Linked DNA regions of Sus scrofa: region 1 is linked to region 2. Evidence: chromatin contacts called from public Hi-C data. All regions are on one chromosome and are shown on one strand. The core of a region is the stretch at or near the end of the contact, and the rest is flanking DNA. Distances in the headings are between cores, read along the strand shown.

Region 1 (6,723 bases), core at 1,743-4,242, 340 kb before region 2:
GGTTTACTGATGGTAAGTTCTTTCTATTACTGTTTGTCCAAAAACGTGATTCCTTTTTCTTTTTCTTGAAGGATGCTTTCACGAGATATACATTGTAAATTGACTGCTAGCTTCTTTTGGCACTTTTACCATTTTCTTATGACGTCTTTTTTGTTTGTTTTTTGATGAGAAATCTGCAGTTCATATTATTGTCCATCCATTATAGGTGATCATCTCTGTCCAATAATGGAAAATTCTGGACTGTCTCTTGTCTATTGCTATTACTGCATTTTCTCTGTTCCCTCCTTCTTAATGTACTCTGGGTTTTCTTTCTTTATTCTCTCTCTGTCAGTTTCTCTGTCCTATATTCCATCTCCTTGTTCCTCTTCAATCTGCATTTCTGGGTAATTGATTCAGATCTATAGCTCGGTTTATTCATTGTGTCTAACCTATGGTTTAACTTATGCATTGAGTTTTTAATCTCAATTTTTTTTTTTTTTGCTTTGCTTTTTAGCACCACACCCACAGCATATGGAAGCTGCTGGCCCACACCACAGCCACAGCAATGCTAGACCCAAGCCACATCTGTGACCCACATTACAGCTCACCGCAGTGCTGGTTCCCTAACCCACTGATTGAGTCAGGGTTTGAGCCCACATCCTCATGGGTACTAGTCAGGTTTGTACCTGCTGAACCACAAAGAGAATACCTTCATCTCAATTTTTATATTTAGTACTTTTCCATCTTCTTGATCTTTGGGGAAAAAAATCATCTTGTTTCTTTCTAAAGGTTATAGTTCCATCTTTTAAGTCTTTGAACACCAGGAACTTCCTTATGTTCTATTTATTTCTCATAATGCAATTATCTGTAGTTCTGAGGTTAAATTTCTGCTGTTTGTAGTTTCTGCTGACTGGTTTATTCTTCATGTGCTTTGTAATCCATGATCATGAGCTGCCGTTTGTCAGGGTTTTATCTGGCAGGATCGTAGGCAGCTTGCGTTGAGGACATGACCCTCCAGAGGGGATCTGTGTTTCTTTTGGCAGGTGATACAGACCTGGGTTGGCAATGCTTCACGTTGCTTTTCAGGTGGGGTGCTTCCTGGGTCGCGCTGGTGTGTTCATTTACATCCCACGCGGCTGTAAAGCTCGCTGGTAACGATGCTCAGCAGAGACTCTTCTTTTCCACTCTTTGGACAAGACAGACCAATTTTTTGTTTGTTGTCACTGATGTTGAGCCAATTTTTCCAGTCTCCTATCTCAAAGCCTTAGCTTTACATGTTCTCCACATTCTCTCATCTTGTATACCCAACTTGTAGCTTCAACACTCAGTTTTCCCACTTCAGCTTCATTTCCTGCTCTTGCATATTTTCTTTGCTTTTATTTGTATAGAAAGAGCATAAGGTGAGCAGATTCTTCAAAGGCTGTGCCTAACACAGGTCTTTTTTTTTTTTTTTTTTTTCTTTTTAGGGCCGCACCTGCAGCATGTGGAGGTTCCCGGGCTAGGGGTCAAATCGGAGCTGTTGCTGCCAGCCTATGCCACAGCCACAGCCACTTGGGATCCAAACCGAGTCTTGCGACCTATGCCACAGCTCACGGCAACGCTGGATCCTTAACCCACTGAGCAAGGTCAGGGATCGAACCCGAAACTTTATAGTTCCCAGTCAGATTCGTTAACCACTGAGCCACGACGGGAACTCCAAAACATGTATACTTTTAATACAGAGAAAGACAAAGAAGAAAGTGAAAATACTCTCCACTTATCCATTTCTCACATGTGGTATACGAATGCTAAATTTCTCAATGTTTTTTGGGGGGAGATATAGATTTGGAGAGCAGAGCAAGTGTTCTCTTGATGTGGGGAGTCAGAATGTGGGTTTCCTGCCTTCAGAATATTCTCGTCCTAATCTCCCTGGATCTGTGACAAGCAGGCATTAACTCACAAGAATATTCCTGGAATCTCTGTTGCTTCTGGGAGCCCCAGTGGGTCTCTAGACTCAGAATCATCCCCATGAATATTTAAGCTCTAAGTGATAACTTCCACCAGATGGTGCTAAGATACAGCTGGGACCAGATGGATTTGGATTCTGCAGCCAATATCTGTAGACTGCATAGATTCAGTGGCATCATTTCATTAACTTCTCCGTAACATTACCCTGCATTTGACTGAATTTTTTAGACTCCAGTCACTGTCTTATGATAGGGATTTTGCTGTGTAGTAGAAGACTAGATCATGTACTATGAAATGAAGAAAGAAATAAAATGAAAGTGAAAGTTTTTCTTCCCCATATCTACCTCCACAATTAATCCCTCTAAAACTGTTTATTGCTTCTTGGATTCCTTCCAGAAAAAAATGATATATATGCCTGAAGTTAAGCATCTACCTATATATTTTCTCTCTTCTGTTTTTGCACATATATATATAATTACATAAAAGGGAGCATACTTGTCTATTTTAAACTGTTTTCATATTAACATGTCTTTGAGATCTTTCCATACCAACAATATACATTCTTTCTCTCATTATTATTCTAATCATAATTTATTTTGATTAATATAAAAATTTCAATAGTTTATTTTGGTTGTTGCTGGGTTTATGCTATTCTTAGAAACAACGCTGTAATAAATATTTTTGATAATAGTTGTTGAGAATATCCATAGGGGAGACTCCATACAGAGGGGTTATTGGGGAAAATTATCAGCATTTTACATTTGATGGATAAGGCTGACTTGCCCTTCAAGAATGTCGCATGCTCATCAATAGTGATTACAATAAAACTTTTAAATTTTTGTCAGTTTTATAACTATTTTATAAGTGACGCATAATGCCTTGGTGTTTAGGTTTGCAGTTTCTTTATTATGAGGGATGCTGCAGGTCTTCGAATTTCACTGTGGAACCTAAGCTTCTCCCGCCCGCCTAGGAGAAACGCTCAGCGGTGCCTTGACTCCTCCCGTCCAGTAGAGGGCGTGGGCCCGGCCCCGGCGGCTTCCGCATGCGCAGTGCCCTCGGTGTCAGACCGCCGAGCCCAGTTGCCGGCTCTCGGCTCTCCGCTGGCTGTAGCAGAGCCGACACCGCTGGTGGCGACCCGCAGCTCCGCACGATCCCTCCTTGGCGGCTGTGGCCCACGCCCAGCGGCATGAGCTGGTGACCAACAGGAGGCAGCCGTGGCCGAGGTAAGTGCGGCCTGGAAGGGCCTGGTGGGCCTTGGGTGCTGGCTTGGGCCTCTCCCGGCCGCGGCGGAGTCGGGCCCCTATCACCGGGGGAGCGCGGACGGCGGGGAGGTCGGAGGGCTACTGGAGGAGACCCTCACCCCCACCGGAGCCACTCACGGTGCTTTCCCGCTTTGGGGGCGCTTTGACTTCTGCCCCGCCCTCTCCTTCACCACCTGGCCCGCCCTGCACTTTGGTTTCCCACCTGCCTCCCTTGCTCACACCTTTCCTTTCTCCCAGAATCCTGTGGCGTCCTTTCCGAAGGGCCCACCCTCTGCCATGACCCCTCTCCGCTGCCTGCTCTTTCCTGCGAGCTGCAGGGATCTGCTTCCTCCCACGGGGATTCTTGAGCTTTGGGCCCTGTGGTGGCCAGTGGCGTCCTGTGCAGGACCTGGCGCTCCCGTGTCAAAGGTGGCCAGTGGTGTCCCGGCCCTGGGCATGTAGTTGAAAGTCAGAAGCATTTGGAGTTTTACTACTGGCTGCAGAAACAGGTATATCTATACAATTTTGAAGTTAAAATTCCTTGGTGTTACTTACTGGGAAGTGCTAATTTAGAAGTGTTCTTATTTGTCTGAAGATAGCTTGAAATAGACATGTGTCAATTTCAGTTCTTCTTTGTCAATGGAGTGCCCTAAGGAGATAAACTGGACTTTGTTTGTAAACTTCAGAGCTCAAAGGCTAGATATGGTGATAAAATATATGACTCAGTTTCTGTCCTTCCTGGCTTCTGCTGACTTGAGCCATGGGGTTGCATATGGCCATGTGAATGGGTAGATTTTGCCTCTCTCAAGTCAGCTGGCTCATTGAGCAATGCGAAAGGTGTATCTAATTCCGGCTTTTAAGGGTAGCAGGGGAGGCAGCTTCACCTGGCGGTTTAGACAGAGCTCCGGCTCCAGAGCTAGGCTGCCATTCTCTATATGCCTTGGCATTTTCTAGTTGTGTGACAGTGGGCAAGTTACTTAGCCGTCCTTGTTACACTTTCCCCATCTGTAAAATGAGAATAATAATAGCTTGTCACATGGCACTGTTAGGAAGATGAAATAAGTTAACTCAAAGTACTTAAAACAGACCTTGGCGTGTAGCAGGGCCAAAGTCATGTGTAGTTATCAGTCCTTTAATTACAAGCATTGTGTTCATTATAGTACAATTCTTGTAAGGGGGCACATGTCTTTATTTTTTATATAAACCATTTTTAGGCGTGGTTAGCTATAATGTAACTTTAATTATAGAGACCCTTATCAGGTAAGGCAATGAATCACAGATTTTCCTGCTTTTGCCAGTATCTGATTCCTTTCTTTTCAGAAACAGTTGGGTTAAGTTCCAGTGTAACAGCAGCCCCAGGAGTTCAGCTGTGAGGGTTTCTCTGAAAAGGTTAAGACAGGAGATTGTGATTGAAAACTAAGTGGATTGGGAGTTCCCGGCATGGCTCAGGTGAAGTGAATCTGACTAGTAACCATGAGAATGAAGGTTCAATCCCTGGCCTCACTCAGTGAGGATGTGTTGTTGCTATGAGACCTGTGGTATAGGTCGCAGAAGCAGCTCGGATCTGGTGCTGTGGCTGTGGTACAGGCCTGTGACTACAGCTCCGTTTCAACCCCTGGCCAGAGAACTTCCCTGTGCTGCAGGTGCAGCCCTAAAAAGCCAAAAAAAGAGAGCGAGAAAGAAAAGAAAACTAAATGGATTGGACGTAGCCTAAAGCACCGAGGAAAGGTTACTCAGGCCAAGTTTAGGAATAAATAATTCCAGGAACAGAAAATGCGAATCATTCTGACAGTAGAGTGGCACTGAAAGATTTTTCCAGTGATTCAGTGCTTGCCATCTGGCCAGGTGATCCCATTGTAGGGATAGTTTTGATGTGCCTCAAGGAGGCTAAAGTTTGTAGGGTTCTGTTGTGAAATTCTTATTTTAACCCAGGTTGGTGTATTATATGGAACAAACATTCACTAGTAGAAGATCCTTTTGGTTTGTCCTCGTCAGGGAAGCTCAGTGTTAGAGGAGAGAAGGGTGGTCATGGGGGGGGGGGCAGGTACAGAAAATTCCATCTGTGGAATTACCTAGCCATTTTTTCTTCCTTTGGAAATGAATTCAAGAAAGAAATTAATCAGAGTTCATCACTGTATAATTCCTCAAAACTTGGTCCTTGAACAGTATGTGCCCTGATGGAACCAGGAAGGCTAGAGACACTCCTTTCTTCAGCAAACACTTAGGTTTATGTGAAATGTGTTCTAGACCCAGTATTAGAATAGTAAGATGCTGACAGGTGGTGGGTTGGGGTGTGAGATGCCCTGGCCAGCACTGGCACTCTAGTGCTTGAGCAGTGTGCAGAAGGGTCCCCCTAAGGCTGGTGGAGTTGGTTGGCTCTTGTTGTCTCCCCGAGAGACCCTGAGGTGTGATCAGGCTCACATTAGCCAGATATCTACTCAGGACCGACTGTGAAAGACAGAAGGCTCCGAGGCAGCATTTCCTGCACCTGGAGGCAGACTGTGTTGAAAGCCAAGCCCGGAATTTAATCCTAACTGTGGCAGAACTGCAAAGGAAGCTGAATGCACAGCCTGGATGGCCACTTCTGCTCACGTCAGGGCTGTGATAGGGAAGAACTGGGCGCCTGAGACGTGGGGTGGAGGCACTGAGGATTCTGAACTCCCCGACTTGCTCAGATCCTCTGGACCTGCAGAAGTATCTCCTGGTCCCTTGTGGAGAAGAAGCTCTCTTGCCTGGAGCTGTGCAGGGCCCTCCCTGGAAGTGGATACCTTGCAAGGTGGTGCTTCTCCTCCCAGGGATCACCTCCCCCACCTCACCCCCAGCCCTCAGCATTGGCTCAGTGGGGAGGTGCAGTCCCCACTGCTGGAGGGATAACCGCGGGACCTGGCTCAGGTGGGCCAGCAGGAACTGGAGGATCACGTGGGACTGAATCTTGAGAGTGTCAGACCAAGACTGGGTAGTGGTGGACCGCAAAGCCCAATGGGAGAGACTCTTGGGGGTATTCTCATGATTCAGGATTTAATGCCCTGGCAAGGACAAGCCGGTCCAGATATGCTGCTGGGCAGGCTCCTAGAAGCTTGGACATGACAGGGACACCCCATTGGTTTTCAGCTGGGGGCGATTTTGCCTGCCCAGTGGATTTTTGGCAACTGTCTGGATATATTTTTAATTGTCACAACTAGAGGTTGCTTCTGGCTTCTGTTGAGTAGAGGCCAGGGATGCTAACGACACCTTCCACATTGTACGGAGCAGCTCCCCACAAAAAAAGAATCATCTGGCCCCAAATGTCTGTAGTGCTGAGGTTGAGAAACCCTAGTCCGGAGTAGATGAGGGGTAGGTGCCAGAGTGGTGTTGCCTGAATATTAAGGAAGGGATCAGAAAGTTCAGGAAGGTGGGATTTGAAATGGATTTGTTACTTGAGGCCAGAGACACACCTCCTGCCCTTGTTCCCGGGAGAGCCCTCTGGTGTATGGAACCCAGGGAGGGGACCAGCATCTTTGAGGGGCTTGTTGGTTCTCCTCTGTAGGCCAGGGTTGACTCTATGAGTTGTGACCAT
Region 2 (6,310 bases), core at 1,945-4,444:
GCGAGGCCAGGGATTGAACCCGCAACCTCGTGGTTCCTGGTCAGATTCGTTTCCGCTATGCCATGACGGGAACTCCACCCCTATTTTTGATATAATTTATTTCTTTAACTGTAGGTCTCTATCATTTCTTTTTTTTTTTTTTTTTTTTTTTGTCTTTTTGCCATTTCTTGGGCCGCTCCTGCGGCATATGGAAGTTCCAGGCTAGGGGTCTAATCAGAGCTGTAGCCACCGGCCTACAACACAGCCACAGCAACATGGGATCTGAGCCGTGTCTGCGACCCAGACCACAGCTCACAGCAACGCCGGATCTTTAACCCACTGAGCAAGGCAGGGATCGAACCCGCAACCTCATGGTTCCTAATCGGATTCGTTAACCACTGTGCCACGACGGGAACTCCTCATTTCATTTTTAATAACAGCTCGTGAAAGCCCTGGAAATATAACAGTGGGTCTCGTGAGCTGAATCAGGTTGGTAAGAGTTGGCGTGGCTCCTGCATATCGCCAGGGACAGGGGACCTGGGCCGGGCCCATCACATCCTCCTTTCCAGCTTCTGAACAACCCTGAGCAGCATCTAGTCCTCTGGGGGACCAAAGGGGCTGCCCTGAGTGGGGTCTGGACCCAGATGGGAGGTGAGAGAGGGGCTCCAGCCCTGACACCGCTTGCCCCTGGGCAGCCTGCTTCTCCTCCAGACCCCGGCTAAGGTGGGTCCCCTCCTGACTCCAGCCTCCTCTGTAGGGTCTGGCTCCTCCTGCAAGCCCCCACCTGAGACTTCCACTATTCTGATCACCCAGCCCCGGTCATTCCCACGGAAGCATAAGTCCACAGTTTTCTCACCGTGGGAAACCTCTTGAGGGTGAGCTCCATGGATTCTTCGGTACCCCAGTCTGCCCACAGCGTACCTTGCCTCATTACGGCTAAAATAACAACTCACTTTTCCTGAGTGTGTAAGTGCCAGGCATTGGGCTACCATCATGGCACTCCATGCAGTCGAAGCCACTCTTATCCCCATTTTTGCAGGGGCACACCCCAACTTCCTCACTCAGAGTGTGAGGAAGTCACTTGCCCAAGGGCCCACAAAGACTCTGTTTTAAGCCAGCGTTTATCACTGAAAGTGATGATTTTAGGTATAGTTCCTAAAAATATAGTCCCCCCTTTTTTTGTTTGCATACTACTGATCTTACCCGGTTGTGTTCATGGAAATCTTGGTAGGTGGCAGAGTCCTGGGTTGGGGTCAGGGAGAAGCTGTGGGGATGGACAGAGGGGCCACACGTAGCAGGACCAGAAATTGGAATGTGGGCAAAAAAGCAAGGAAAGCCCTTGGGTCCTTCTCCCCCTGCCTGCTCTCCGCTCGGGATCCGCTTCCCCACTGGGAAGTGAGAGCATTTCCTCGGACACCTCGGTCAGTGCCAGGTTTGACTCGTGCTCCCCCACTTCCCAGCCATAGCCCCTGGGGCAGGTCAGTTTGTCCATCTGAGCCTCAGTTTCCTCATCAGGAAAAAGGGAGCGCCTCATATGGGCTGTGAGGGTGATGAGAGGCAAAGCCGAGTGCTGACTCAGCACAGTGATGGCAGGATGCCAGTCCATCCCTTTTGATTGTCATCATTAGTTTGAGGGACCGTGGCCTGGCTGCGCCCCTGTCCTGAGGCTCTGGCTCCTATCACCCTCCCCGTGCTGGCACCACCAGCAGACTGTTTCTCTGTTTCTTTGCCAACAAGATTCAAACCCTCATCTGGACGCATTCATTGGAACTGCTAATGAAGTTCTAAAGGCGTGGTGGTCCCCCTTCCCTCTGCTCTGGGGCTGCCTGGTACAGATGGGGTAAGAGCTCACACGAACCCACGCTCCCCCTGCCCCGGGCCTCACACTTCCCAGGTTCTCTGCGCGCTCTGGGCTCGCTCTGTGTCTGATCACTTCGAAAGGGCCGGACACAGATAATCCAGGTTTAGGGGCTAACAGGAGAAAGAGGGCAGAAGATGAGCATCAGGCAAGGGCATCCTGGGGCCCCAGCCTGGCCTGTGGAGCAGGGCCAGCAGCTCACACTGGCCCGGGACATCTCATCAGACAGAAACCAGGCTTGCAAATGGGTGAGGGTGACCAGGCAGTCATCTGGCCCATATGCCAAGGAGGCCAGGGGGTCCTTGGGGGCTGGGCCTGGGTCCTCTCCTCCCTGTCACCCTGCTCTCTGCCAGTGAGGTCACACCCTTTACCCACAGGGGCTGGAGCAGTGCTGGGACCACGGGCCATGAGCACACCTCTCTTTCCCCAACTTTGCCGAGGAGAGACACCCTCACCACAGTTTGCAACGTCAAAGGCTAAGCTCAAGTCATCTTCGCAGCCACCTTTGGGAGATGAGTGAAAGGCCCACTTTACAGATGGGAAAGTAGAGGCCCAGAGAGGCCCACTGGCTGGGCCGGTGGAGGCTCAGCTGTGAGCTATCGTCTCTCCATTGGATCAGGCTCTTCTGATTCACTGTCTAGGGCTCCTGCAACCAGGCCACCACGGTTCCCACGAGAGTGACTGGGTGTGTGGCACTGGGAAGAGGGTTAATAACTTTGTCCTTCTTGCTAGTGGCTGTGACCACCCCACGTCTGGCAGATTTACAGGAACAGGCTTGTAAATTCAGCAACACCCCATAATCCTTTTTATGGGGCCTGCTGTGGTAATGGACATTCATCTGCTCTCCCAGGCTAAGCGTGATGGGCCCTGGGGATGAGGGCCTGCCACGTACCCCCCTCTTCTCAGGATCAATCATCCCAACAGAGGAGCAGGGCCAACAGGTTTCCGAACAATGCCTCGACTCTCAGCCAGGGGGCGCTGTATGGCCCGAGCGGGAGAGGAAGCTACAGAGGCAAGGAGCAGATTAAAAACACCCTCCCTGGACAGCTGCATTGGCATCACCCTTGGGTCCACCCAGGAGCTCGAGGGGGCCAGGAAGAGGGGAAGCAGTGTCTAAACTTCCAACTCCCGGGTGCCTCTCCAAACCTTCTGGTTCAGGGGCCCAAGGAACATGCACTTAGTAAGAGCCCTTGATGCAGCTGACGCTTTGCATCCGCTCCTTAGGAAGAGGCAAAGAATAAGGGCAGGAAGCGCGAAATATGTCAGATACCTAGATTATTCATTTACTCACTCAACAAACATTTGTCAAAATCTGGCCCTGATCTTAGACAGGTGGGTGGGGCTGCCCTTTGCCTGCACGGGGTGGAGCCTGACCTTTCTGTCCCGTCTCTGGCCACTGTGTCATCCTCCCTTAAGTGAGAGGCGTGTCTGTGGTCTCTTTTTGGCTCTGACATTGTTTGATGATTCAATCGTGGTAGAAATAATTAACCAGGATGGCCTTGTTATCAGTTAGCATCTGAGCTATTAGGGGCTGAGACTAAACCCTGGGGACCCCAAGGCCCAGGGCTTCAGGCCTTTCCTGCCTCCTTTCCGCCTACCCACTCTCTCCAGGGGTGTGAGCTATGCACTCAGATCCAGGCCAGAGGAGCATGGCAGCGCCTCCCTCGGTCTACGCAGAGCTTAGGAGGGCAAGCACCGGGGTCTGTAAGGCCTCAAGTGGATCCCTGACTTGACCATAATCTTGAGGCCCCCTAAATGACCACATGGCTTGTTGGGTCCTAGACTGGGTTTTGTTTGGTTAGATTTAGGTTTTAACAGGTTGCTAAATGTGTGTCCTACCTGCGTACCGTCTGCATTGTTATTTACTTCCACATTCCCTGAAATCCATGTATCTGTTTTCTTTTTTTACTTAAAGTTTATTTCAAAGGGAAGTGTTATATCCTATTGTCAATGGAAGTGTAGACTCAACTGCATGAAGAGAATAGAGCAATAAGAATTAACACAACCCCTGACATTTTTCACAGAACTAGAACAAACAATCCAAACATTTATATGGAACCACAAAAGACCCAGAATTGCCAAAGCAATCCTGAGAAACAAAAACCAAGCAGGGGGCATAACTCACCCAGACTTCAAGAACACTACAAAGCCACAGTCATCAAAACAGTGTGGTACTGGTATCAAAACAGACAGACAGACCAATGGAACAGAAGAGAGAATCCAGAAATAAACCCTGACACCTATGGTCAATTAATCTTTGACAAGGGAGGCAAGAACATAAAATGGGAAAAAGAAAGTCTATTCAGCAAGCATTGCTGGGAAACCTGGACAGCTGCATGCAAAGCAATGAGACTAGAACACACCCTCACACCATGCACAAAAATAAACTCCAAATGGCTGAAAGACTTAAACATACGACAGGACACCATCAAACTCCTAGAAGAAAACATAGGCAAAACACTCTCTGACATCAACATCATGAATATTTTCTCAGGTCAGTCTCCCAAAGCAATAGAAATTAGAGCAAAAAAAAACCCATGGGACCTCATCAAACTGAAAAGTTTGCACAGCAAAGGAAACAAAAAGAAAACAAAAAGACAACTTTCAGAATGGGAGAAAATAGTTTCAAATGATGCAATCAACAAGGGCTTAATCTCTAGAATATATAAACAACTTATACAACCCAACAGCAAAAAAGCCAATCAATCAATGGAAAATGGGCAAAAGACCTGAATAGACATTTCTCCAAAGAAGATATACAGATGGCCACAAACACATGAAAAAATGCTCAACATCGCTGATTATAAGAGAAATGCAAATCAAAACTACCATGAGATACCACCTCACACCAGGCAGAATGGCCATCATTCATAAATCCACAAATAACAAGTGCTGGAGGGGCTGTGGAGAAAAGGGAACCCTCCTGCACTGCTGGTGGGAATGTAAACTGGTACAGCCACTATGGAGAACAGTTTGGAGATACCTTAGAAATCTATACATAGAACTTCCATATGACCCTGCAATCCCACTCTTGGGCATCTATCCGGACAAAACTCTACTTAAAAGAGACACATGCACCCGCATGTTCATTGCAGCACTATTCATAATAGCCAGGACATGGAAACAATCTAAATGTCCATCGACAGATGATTGGATTCGGAAGATGTGGTATATATACACAATGGAATACTACTCAGCCATAAAAAAGAATGACATCATGCCATTTGCAGCAACATGGATGGAACTAGAGAATCTCATCCTGAGTGAAATGAGCCAGAAAGACAAAGACAAATATCATATGATATCACTTATAACTGGAATCTAATATCCAGCACAAATGAACATCTCCTCAGAAAAGAAAATCATGGACTTGGAGAAGAGACTTGTGGCTGCCTGATGGGAGGGGGAGGGAGTGGGAGGCATCAGGAGCTTGGACTTATCAGACACAACTTAGAATAGATATACAAGGAGATCCTGCTGAATAGCATTGAGAACTTTGTCTAGATACTCATGTTGCAACAGAAGAAAGGGTGGGGGAAAAATGTAATTGTAATGTATACATGTAAGGATAACTTGATCCCCTTGCTGTACAGTGGGGAAAAAAAAAAAAAAGAATTAACACAAAGAAAACCAAACAAGGTGATCAAAACCTAAGCCGATCTGGAGCACTGTGGTAATTACAAGGCTCCTGGCCTGATCGAATGACATGAAACTATACATACACATTGTAGCAATGTTGATTTCCTGGTTTTGATGCTGTGCTTTTGTCCCGCTGGATGTCATCACTGGGGGGACCTGGGTAAAGGGTACGGGAGATCTTTCTCAACCATCTTTGCAACTTCCCATCAATCTATATTTATTTAAAAATAAAAAGTAAGACAAATGAAACCCTAAGCACATGTGGATACTTTCTCCTAGCCTGAGGCTGGGTCTCTCCCCTTTTAAAGAGGAACCGGTATGTGTTGGGGTCAGACGTTCTAACCCCATACGAACACTTTCTCTTTGATGAATCAGAAGGTTAGAAAGAGATCCTGAAAAGAACCCAACTTTCTCACTAGGGGAGTGAATATCACTAACACTGAACTATCTCATGTGCCGTGAGTGGTGGGTGTAACGACTCCGGGAAAAACTGTCCCTGGTTTTGCCTCTGCTGTCCTAAGCAGAATAGACAGCCCTGCTTGTAGCCCTGCTACATGGCTGAGAGAGTATAAGCCCACCTATGGAGAATTACAGAGTTACTGTGGGCACCAGTGCCACCCAGCCAGGGGTCTCACACTCAGAAACCCACAAACATGGGCCATGCTCTTGCCAGCCACCTCCCACGGGCTAGCACAGAGCAACCTGAAATCAGGATGCCTGGGTCCAGTTGCAGCTCTAATTGAAAAGTCACCATGGAGTTCCCATTGTAGAGCAGCAGAAATGAATCCAACTGGTATCCATGAGGATGTGGGGTCAATCCCTGGCCTCACTCAG

Evidence for each region. A called contact is a pair of places that touch in the nucleus more often than the background predicts.
Region 1: a Hi-C map of liver shows a contact between it and region 2, with 2.1 times the contacts expected there. The contact joins the promoter of EXT2 here to the enhancer-like site in region 2. A contact is called at or near these places in 1 of 5 promoter capture datasets (liver), 6 of 47 Hi-C or Micro-C datasets (embryonic fibroblasts, fetal skeletal muscle, liver and 2 more) and 1 of 2 datasets of contacts at active chromatin or transcription factors (skeletal muscle).

The regions. Positions count from the first base shown.
Region 1 is chr2:18,235,498-18,242,220 of Sscrofa11.1, reverse strand. EXT2 (exostosin-2) reads left to right here and starts at 2,992. Exons shown (of 18, transcript XM_021083158.1): 1 at 2,992-3,149. It overlaps ACCS (1-aminocyclopropane-1-carboxylate synthase-like protein 1), which reads left to right. Exons shown (of 15, transcript XM_021083160.1): 15 at 2,897-2,974. The coding sequence ends at 2,937.
Region 2 is chr2:17,897,190-17,903,499 of Sscrofa11.1, reverse strand. No RefSeq gene overlaps it. Among named protein-coding and RNA genes, the nearest start is that of CD82, 97 kb to the right of the region's middle. Within about 2 kb of position 3,194, at least 2 of the 83 cell types and tissues checked have an H3K27ac peak or open chromatin away from gene starts, as enhancers often do. A contact at or near this core is called in liver, where this site is marked.